2 separate regions of the Muntiacus reevesi genome follow, and region 1 is linked to region 2. Evidence: chromatin contacts called from public Hi-C data. All regions are on one chromosome and are shown on one strand. Each heading gives the region's core, a stretch centred on a gene start, on an enhancer-like site or on the middle of the called end of the contact. The rest is flanking DNA. Distances are from core to core; before and after follow the strand shown. Region 1 holds the start of LOC136146024. Region 2 holds the start of SNAP29 (synaptosome associated protein 29).

Region 1 (4,482 bases), core at 1,837-4,336, 160 kb before region 2:
TTCTCATGAGTTTGGGTCTTTCTACTGTCCAAATCTAGAGTCCATCAACACAGCAGGGGCCAACAAGGCCCTCCGGAGAGCATGAGCGCTGCTGGGGGCTGCTGAGGGGAGGCTGAGGGCCTGCACCTGGAGCAACCCTGGCCTGAGTCCCCATTCAGCACGACCACTCCTGTGTGGCCCACATATGCTGGGCAACCTCCCTGGGCCTCCATTTCCTCTTCTATAAAACAGGAAAAAAAGTAAATAAATAAAAATAAAACAGGGGTAAATAACGCCATGATTCTGAGATGGGCATACCAGACCAGCTGACCTGCCTCTTGAGAAACCTGTATGCGGCTCAGGAAGCAACAGTTAGAACCGGACATGGAACAGACTGGTTCCAAATAGGAAAAGGAGTAAGTCAAGGCTGTATATTATCACCCTGCTTATTTAACTTATATTATGCAGAGTACATCATGAGAAACGCTGGGCTGGATGAAGCACAAGCTGGAATCAGGATTGCCGGGAGAAATATCAGTAACCTCAGATACGCAGATGACACCACCCTTATGGCAGAGAGTGAAGAAGAACTAAAAAGCCCCTTGATGAAAGTGAAAGAGGAGAGTGAAAAAGTTGGCTTAAAGCTCCACATTCAGAAAACTAAGATCATGGCATCTGGTCCCATCACTTCATGGCAAACAGATGGGGAAACAGTGGAAACAGTGGCTGACTTCATTTTTCTGGGCTCCAAAATCACTGCAGATGGTGATTGCAGCCATGAAATTAAAAGACGCTTGCTCCTTGGAAGGAAAGTTATGACCAACCTAGACAACATATTAAAAAGCACAGACATTACTTTGCCAACAAAGGTCCGTCTAGTCAAGGTTATGGTTTTTCCAGTGGTCATGAATGGATGTGAGAGTTGGACTATAAAGAAAGCTGAAGAATTGATGCTTTTGAACTGTGGTGTTGGAGAAGACTCTTGAGAGTCCCTTGGACTGCAAGGAGATCCAACCAGTCCATCCTAGGGGAGATCAGTCCTGGGTGTTCATTGGAAGGACTGATGCTGAAGCTGAAACTCCAATACTTTGGTCACCTGATGCGAAGAACTGACTCATTGGAAAAGACCCTGATGCTGGGAAAGATTGAGGGCAGGAGGAGAAGGGGACGACAGAGGATGAGATGGTTGGATGGCATCACCGACTCGATGGACATGGGTGTGGGTGGACTCCGGGGGTTGGTGATGGACAGGGAGGCCTGGCGTGCTGTGGTTCACGGGGTCGCACAGAGTCGGACACGACTGAGCTGAGCTGAATCCCTTGGGAGGCTGCCATGCGAGCTATGCATGCTGTGGGGGTCAGCTGTTGGGTGCAAGAGTGCCGTGGGGCTACCCCCACCCCTGCCCAGGTGAGCCAGGGCCTCTGACGCGCAACGAAGGCCTTCACCGTACAACCCGGAACATGGACACACCCAAGGACCAGATCCAAACCTCATCACAGCTGCAGAGCAACCGTCCAAGACACACAGGCAGAGGGGAACAGGCAGATACACCGGGGACCCCGACAAGGGACACAAACTGAGTGGGCTCCCCAAAGGACAACACAGTTCTTCAGTCCAGTGCATGGGGGGAAAGCGAGGTCACCCCACCACATGGGGGGTGTCAACAGAGTGGCCTCTTCCTCAGTTGCCTTCCCGGTGTCGCAGTGAACGCGGCCACCTTCCAGTGCCACCCTCACCTGTCCCCATGTGAACACGAATTTGCCTCCCATCCAAACAGTGTGCGGGCCTCCAGGGGTCCTGACTGACCGAGCCGGCGTGGAAAGCCCGCTGTGGCCCCGCGGGGAGGTGTGAGTCCGGCGGGCCGGCGCAGCGCGCGGTGGGCTCACCCTGGGAGTAGAGGTGCACGCGGTGGATGCGTCTCTTCAGCTGTTCCAAGCGCTGGTGCATCTCCAGGGCGCCCATGCTGTTACAGCAGTTCAGCTCCCCCTGGACCGCACACGACGCCTTGGCCTGCGAGGGCCGCAGGCGAGGCAGGGGGGAAGAAGCCAGATGCCTGAGCCGCCGCCTCTGGGAAGCCCCCACCCCGCCGCCCACGCCGGCGCCCCCGGCCGCGCCCCCACCCTGGGCCGCCCCGCCCCGGCCCGGCCGGCCGCACCCAGAGGAAGGAGAGGAGCCCGCGCCGCTCGCACTCGGCCTGCTTGCCCTTGCGCACCACGCGCTCGGCCAGCGCCGGGTTGCGGTCGAGACTGCGGAAGAGGCGGCGCAGCGCGCGTTCCGTGTAGGTCGCCGCCTGCGTCTCAAAGTCCTCCTCGGAGATAAGCTGGCAGAAGGTCACAGTCTGGGGGAACTCGCTGTCGAACTCGTCCAGGACCTCCATCCTCGAGGGCTTCGGCGGCTCGGCTGCCTGGGGACCGAGCGGCTGTCGGGGCGGGGCCCCCCGGGTCTGGGCGCGCCCACCCCACCCGCCCCGGGAGACAGGGAAGCCCCCCGAGTGTTGCAGCTCCGCCACCATCCAGGCGGGACTCCCGGGGTCTGAGCGCACCCAGCCCACCGGCCCCGGGAGAGGAGGGGCGGCCCCCGCCCCCCACTCCGCCCCAAGAGCCGGAACTCGATTGCCCTTCGGGGCTCGGCCCGGGACGCACCGCTGTCCCCCAGCCACCGCGCGCGCCGCCGCCCGGACCGCTCCGGCCACTCCCAGGAGACCGCGAGCCTGACGGCAGCACGTGACAATGCCCGCGCTCCGCGCATGCGCCTCCAGGCTTCGACGGGGCGCGCAGCGCTGCACCGAGACGAGGCCCACCCCGCTCCTGGCCGGCCAACTCTCGCAATCTCTGAGACCCTCGGACCTGGGCTGCCTCCAGGCCCCTCACATCCTGGCTGCTCCCCTCCTCAGGGTCTGTGGGGACCTGAGGGACGTCAATGCCCCGGAGACTTTTCTCTGCTCACAAATCCTGGAGCCCCGGAGTTTCCACCTTCTCTCTGGACTTCTTCTCCAGCCTGTCCTCTCCAGGAGGGCCTTCACCATCCCTTCTTGGACATCTTACCCGCTCCGTAGTCTCAACCCAGAACTGACTGAACCCCAAGTTCCCTGGGATCCTGGCCCGCATGTACGTGTCCCCAGGGGGAGATGTTTCCTAGGCATCTCACACTCCACACGTCAGAAACGCAGCTTCTTTCACCCTCCACAACCTGCTTCTCACTTACCCTCTCCTACCTGGCCAGGGACCAACACCACCATCCATTCCAGTCTCTGATGGGGTGGGGGGGGATGCTCCCTGGAGTGCTGTGTTCCTGTCCCCTCCCCACACCCCCTCCTGTCAGCCCCAAGATCTTGAGATTTTTTTCATCTCCTACCACCAAACCTCCAAACCACCAGCCAGAGCTGTTCCCAACACAGGAGATGGCCTTCACTTCCTCCCACTTTGAGATCTCCCTCCTCCAAGGAAGGAGAAGCTCTGGCCTGTGTATCTTGCCTAGGACTGCAGACAGACTCAGATACACCTGCCTCCAAATCTCCATTCTGTTGCCTGGCCGGCCACCTGTGACTTAAGGACTTGACTCTAAAATACATAGTATGTGCTTTTTAATACCAGGACAAGCATCCTGAGAGGTCAGGCAGGCCCTTGATTAACATCCCCTTCATGTTTATGTTGATAATACTTCAAGCTTTATATGTTTCTTTGGATTTTTAAAAGTATGCCATGTTGAGCACTGCCAAAAACGAAATGTTTGCTGCTTTCAGGGGCTGCTGGTCTAAAGAGGGCTTCAGCCACAGGTGGAAATGTGATCTAACAGGCCCTGGTGGAGGAACACTGGGCGCCATGGAGCCCAAGAAGACTTTCCTTCGGAGGGGACACTTGAGCAGAGCCCTGAGTTCCCAGCAAAGGCAGGAAACAGCTGCATGGCGTGTTTGGCCATGGGGTATAGAGTTTGCACAGGAGCAAGGGGGGCCTGAGTCAGGTGATCATGGGGTGGAGGAACCCCAAGGGGTCAGGCCTAGGAGGTAGACGCGCAGGTGTCATTGCCCCTCATCCTACCCAGGGAGCCAGGGCTTCTACCCCAGGGCAGGGGGTGAAGTCACTGTCCCTCTGGGCACAGCCATTGATGAAGGGTACTCCCAAATGCCCCTTCAGACCCGAATGGGCCCCCTCTCAAGGAGACAGGCTTGAATGGCTGCCACTGGGCACATGAAAATCCTTTGTGCCTGGTCCTGATGCTGAGGGGGACCTGCAGGCACGCCTGGGGACAGTCTCCATGGCAGGTCGGCTCCAGTCCCCCCGATTCCAGCTGTGCGGGTGGGATGCTGGGCACCTCGCCGTCCCTCCTGCAGGCTCAGGGCAGCACACGTCCCTGTAAGAGAACAAGTGGGCGTGGGTGGAGGGCACAGGGCTCCACTTCCTGAGCCCACCGTCCACCCCCGCCAGCACTGCTCCTGCAGAGGACCCAGAGCGTTCTCCCCAGGCATGCCAGGAGGGCCAGGCTCAGGGCACCCCCAGGAAGTCA
Region 2 (4,461 bases), core at 653-3,152:
TATTAACAACAAAGTCACAGTTACAGGAGGTTCCTATGATGGGCGAAGAAGGCTGAGGCAGGAGAGCTAAGCTGAAAGTGCATCTTTCAGTTACTGAGTGGGGAAGCGTGTTGCCTTTGCAAGAGCCCCAGGACACCCTTCTTCAAGATCATCCAATTCGCTGCACCCCCTTCTCTGAGTCCAGTGAGCAAACTTCTGACAGCAGTCTTGGTCCTCCTCCTAGGAAGAGAATGTGCTGACCAGCTGGCACAGATTTGACTTCATGAACCAGTGATGTGGTCCACCAGTCAGGCTCACGAAATGACAACAGGGATCGTTCATTAGGCACCCAGGTCTACACGAGTCATTCCGCGGATCCTCCCAAGTCTCTCATCAAGTGTTTTGTACTTTTCAGGAAAAAGCAGAGAACCAGACTGGTGAACTGAGCTGCCCAGAGTCACACTACTGGAAGTGAATGATACAGGATTAAAATCCAGGTGATCTTATCTCTACAACCCATATTCTTCTGTTCGATTACACTCCTTCTCTGACTGAGAAGCCAGGCTGGCATCAGTTTCCCAAGACCCGCTCCCCCTGTGAGTCTGAGAATCTACAGGAGTAGGAGTCAAGGAAGACCCAGGTCACTCTGTCAAAGTGCCTGCAACAGCCCTTTAGCTTCACCCGTCCCCAGAGCCACAAAACCACCCCCAACCGCTCTTCTACTGTTGGATAAGCTTCTTTCCACCCACCAGGAAGCCGGGGAAGAGTCATGTCATCCCCTTCATCCTCACACCCGGTGGCGGAGGAAAGCTGTCCTACACTGAGCACCTACGTGGGCCAGACACCTTCTCCTCGAGCTCATCTAACGCTCAAGAACTTCGTGTCACAGATGAGGACACCAGAGGCTCTGAGTGTTGAGGTCACCTGTCCAAGAAAACCTCCAGTAACGGTGCAAGGACTTTCCCGTTCGAAAGGTTGCATCTCCGCCACCGTCGCAGGCACCCTCCGGGCTTCGTTTCACGTCCTCCCAAGATAAGGAACCCCCGAGCTGAGCTCTGCGGTCTAACGCCCCCTCTTGCCGCAGAGAAAAACATCGCGCAGCGGGTCCACGTCTCAGAGACGCTGCTCCGCCCGCCTTTCACCGCCCAGGGCAAAGCGCCGAGAAGCGCCCCTGCCCCGCGGGCGGCATCGCCCCAAGGTCACGGAACATCGCGGCGAGGCGGGGAGCCGCCCGCCGGGGTCACCAGGCAGCCCCGCGCCTCAGCCCGCCCGGATCTCCGGGCCCCGCCCGCGCCCGCCACACGGGCCTCGGACTACCCCCCGCCCCGACCACTCCAGCCGATGCCCCGGCCCGCGGCCCCTCGCCGCGCTGGCTCCTCACTCACGAGCCCCCGGCGTCTCCGGCCGCCGGGACGCCCTCGGCCTCCCTCAGACCTCCGTCCCGCCTCCCGCGCCGCGGGTCGCTCCTCCTGTCAGCCCGCGCCCCGCAGCCAAGCTACCTTCTCCAGAGATGCCGGTCTCTGCACAGCTAGGGAGCGGGCCAGCGACAGGACAGTGTTGAAGTAGAAACCCCGCGAGGCGCCGGCGCCGGAGCCCGAGCCGAAGCCGCCGCCGCCGCCGCCGCTGCCGCCAACGCCGCCGGCTCCCCGGGCCGCGGCCGCCGCCATCATCGCGAAGCGGCGCCGCCCGCCGGCTTCCCGCACTCGGCCCGCGAGCGCCGGGGCGCACGGCGCAGGCGCGGCCGCATCCGGCTGCCCCGCCACGTGACCTCTCGCTGGCCGACGCCGGCGGGGCGTGGCCTCGGGCGGATCCACCACCGAGGGGGAGCCAGGAGCCTCGCGGCCGGCTGTTGCGCGGCGCGTGACGGGCGTGAACCTCCCCACCGCGGGGCACGATGGTCGATTCCGGGGGCGGGGCCTCCGCGCGCCACAGGCGGAAGCAGCTCGCGAGGCGCCTGAGGCAGGCTGGCGGACGCTTTCTCAGGCCTTCGGCGAGGTGACGGCGGCGGCGTTTTCTTGCCCGCGACTCAAGCGTTCACCTCGCCTCGACCGCACCAGACTCCTCCCGCCCGTCCCGGGCCGAGCGCCGGCGCCATGTCAGCCTACCCACGGAGCTACAACCCGTTCGACGAGGACGCGGAGGACGAGGACGCCCGGCCGGCGCCGTGGTCGGACAGCCGCGACCTCGCGGACGGGCCCGGCGCGCCCACCGACCGGCAGACGGCCCTGCGGCAGGAGGCTCTGCGCCGGGCCGAGGCCACGGCCGCCAGCACCGGCAGGTCCCTGTCGCTCATGTACGAGTCCGAGAAGATCGGGGTCGCCTCCGCCGAGGTGAGTGCGCTGTCTCCGGCGGTGGGGGGCTCGCCCGGTCAGCCAGGACGGGTCGTGAGCTCTGGTGACTGGACGGTCGGTGACAGCCTGTCAGCGACGGTGAGAGACGCCGTCTTCACGCCCGTAGGGGCGGTTTGCTCCCGGCGACCTCTGGAGGTTAGTCCGCCGGAGTGTTGTTTTTTCCTACTTGTTGTCGAGAGGCATGTCCACGCCGTCCGGTTCGGGTAGGTAGAGACTCTGGACAGCAGAACCCGGTTAGGGACGTGGAGTGTCTGTTCCTTTTACACGTCTCCTGGGCAGAGGCCGGGGCCCGGGGGCTTCAGCCCTTCCTCCTGCGCCTGTGGTGTCAGGCATCCGAGGAGATGGGTCTTTGGGTTCTTTCTGGCACCGAGCGCCCCTCCAGCTCGCCGAAAGGGGAACAGAGGGGTCTTGTCTGCCTGGACGCTGCTGAGTGCCCCGGAGTCCGAGTCGGGTCGAGTCTCCAGGCCCTTAGGTTTCCTTGCCCATCCCAGCCAAGACGTCCTAGCCATACAGGTGCGGTCTGTGACTCTGCGGCAGCAGCTCACCTGTCCTCCTCCTCCGCATCCACAGGTGGTTTCAGAGGTGCTAGGACCTTGGGTGAGAGCTGTTGTTTCTTAGCCACTGCAGTTCCCGCCCCAGCCCACTAATGAAACGCTGAGATTGGGCCTTATTTTTAAATGTTCTTAAGAATGTAATAACAGGAAAGTTATTGCTATATCAGCTAAAAATAGTTAACTTTAAGCATTCGTAGCTCATTGTTTTTTTCACTGCATCTTTTCATAATTTTCTCTTTTGGCACACTTCTCTCAGAGCTGGTCACTTGCAGTCTCTTAGGATTTTGAGGTCCATCCCAGCATTCTCCCACTGCCACTTCTTGTTGCCGTATCCTTAATTGGCCCATCCTGCCTGTCTTTAGCCTCGCTAAGGGAGTTTATCTTGTGTTTGCTGGATTCCTATGTTGGAATCTAAATAGAAGGTGTTGACTTACATTTGGGAGGATTCCCTGAGGTCTTAGGGCCCAGGTGGAAGGGTCGCATGGTTAAAGGGCCCAGGCCAAAGAATGTCAACAGAGAACTGTTTAAAAAGGCCTCTCTGACAACTGAGAACAGGTGAAGTAGGAAGCCAGAGGAACAAGAAGAATACCGAAGCAGAGAAGACCTTGGAATCTGACTTCTATGGCTCAGGTGTAGATTAGAGGAGGAGAGACGTTCCTGAGAGAGAGGAGCCAAGTTGCACACCGGCCAGGCCCTGCAGCTCCGGGGCTCCTGAGCAGGGAAGTGCTGCCCGGGGAGCTTCCAGGAAAGGGCCTGGAGGAGGAGCTTGGGACCTGGTGCAGTCAGAGGGAAGGTCGGGAGTGCCAAAAACACAGGGACTGTGGGGACAGGCCCCATGCCACCCGCCAGGGTCCTTCTCTCCAATGATGGGGACCATGAGAGCAATGACGGAGCGACTCCTCAGGCCGTGAGGCTTGACCTGGCCAAGCCAGGTGTTGTCCAAGAGGTGCAGCGTGATGGGGACTGGGCAGGTACCAGGCTCTGTCATCATGTTATCACCCACTGACACTGCCCAGGGCTGAATCAGTTCTCATTCATCGGCTCTTGGAAGCACCCCACACCACCCCACCCCACCCCATACTCTCCAAGTGTTCTAAATCTCTCTCATGACTCTTTTATTTTCCTGGGAGTTGGGGTGAGCTCTGTCCCAGCTGATCCAAGTCACCTGATCCACTAACCTCCCGACTCAGATGGGAACCCACCACATACCCAGCACTGAGACATGTCACAACAGGACACAATTTTTGAAGGGTTGAGACTTGACTTTTTTTAGGTCAGGAAGGTCATAATTAAGGCCCAGTGTGGCAGCAGCGGGAAAGTCACTCAGGTCACCTCTCAAGGGAGAGCTGCCCTTCTCGTGAGAAACCTGCAGCGGTCACCTCTCAGGAATGCCTCGGGTCCTGACCCCAGAGGACTGAGGCAAAGTGGGCCTGCCTGAGGAGCACCGTCCAGAACCACAGAGACTTGTGGGCCACCCGACTCTCTCTTTCACAGGCACGCTTTGTTTCTTCTCTTTTCCTGAGTTTTAATTTCTGTGACAATAATCCAGTCATAGCCTTCAAAGCAGAGGACACGTG

What was found. Hi-C and Micro-C count contacts between places; a contact is called where the count stands out from the background.
Region 1: a Hi-C map of blood shows a contact between it and region 2, with 4 times the contacts expected there. The contact joins the promoter of LOC136146024 here to the promoter of SNAP29 in region 2. A contact is called at or near these places in 2 of 3 Hi-C or Micro-C datasets (blood and muscle).

The regions. Positions count from the first base shown.
Region 1 is chr13:1,057,423-1,061,904 of mMunRee1.1, reverse strand. It overlaps LOC136146024, which reads right to left and starts at 3,086. Exons shown (of 7, transcript XM_065904845.1): 1 at 3,024-3,086; 2 at 2,622-2,885; 3 at 2,192-2,383; 4 at 1,866-1,989. The coding sequence starts at 3,086. It overlaps LOC136146003 (a long non-coding RNA gene), which reads right to left. Exons shown (of 3, transcript XR_010658884.1): 3 at 3,456-4,329.
Region 2 is chr13:893,436-897,896 of mMunRee1.1, reverse strand. It overlaps SNAP29 (synaptosome associated protein 29), which reads left to right and starts at 1,902. Exons shown (of 5, transcript XM_065904585.1): 1 at 1,902-2,309. The coding sequence starts at 2,073. It overlaps PI4KA (phosphatidylinositol 4-kinase alpha), which reads right to left and starts at 1,694. Exons shown (of 55, transcript XM_065904409.1): 1 at 1,479-1,694. The coding sequence starts at 1,649.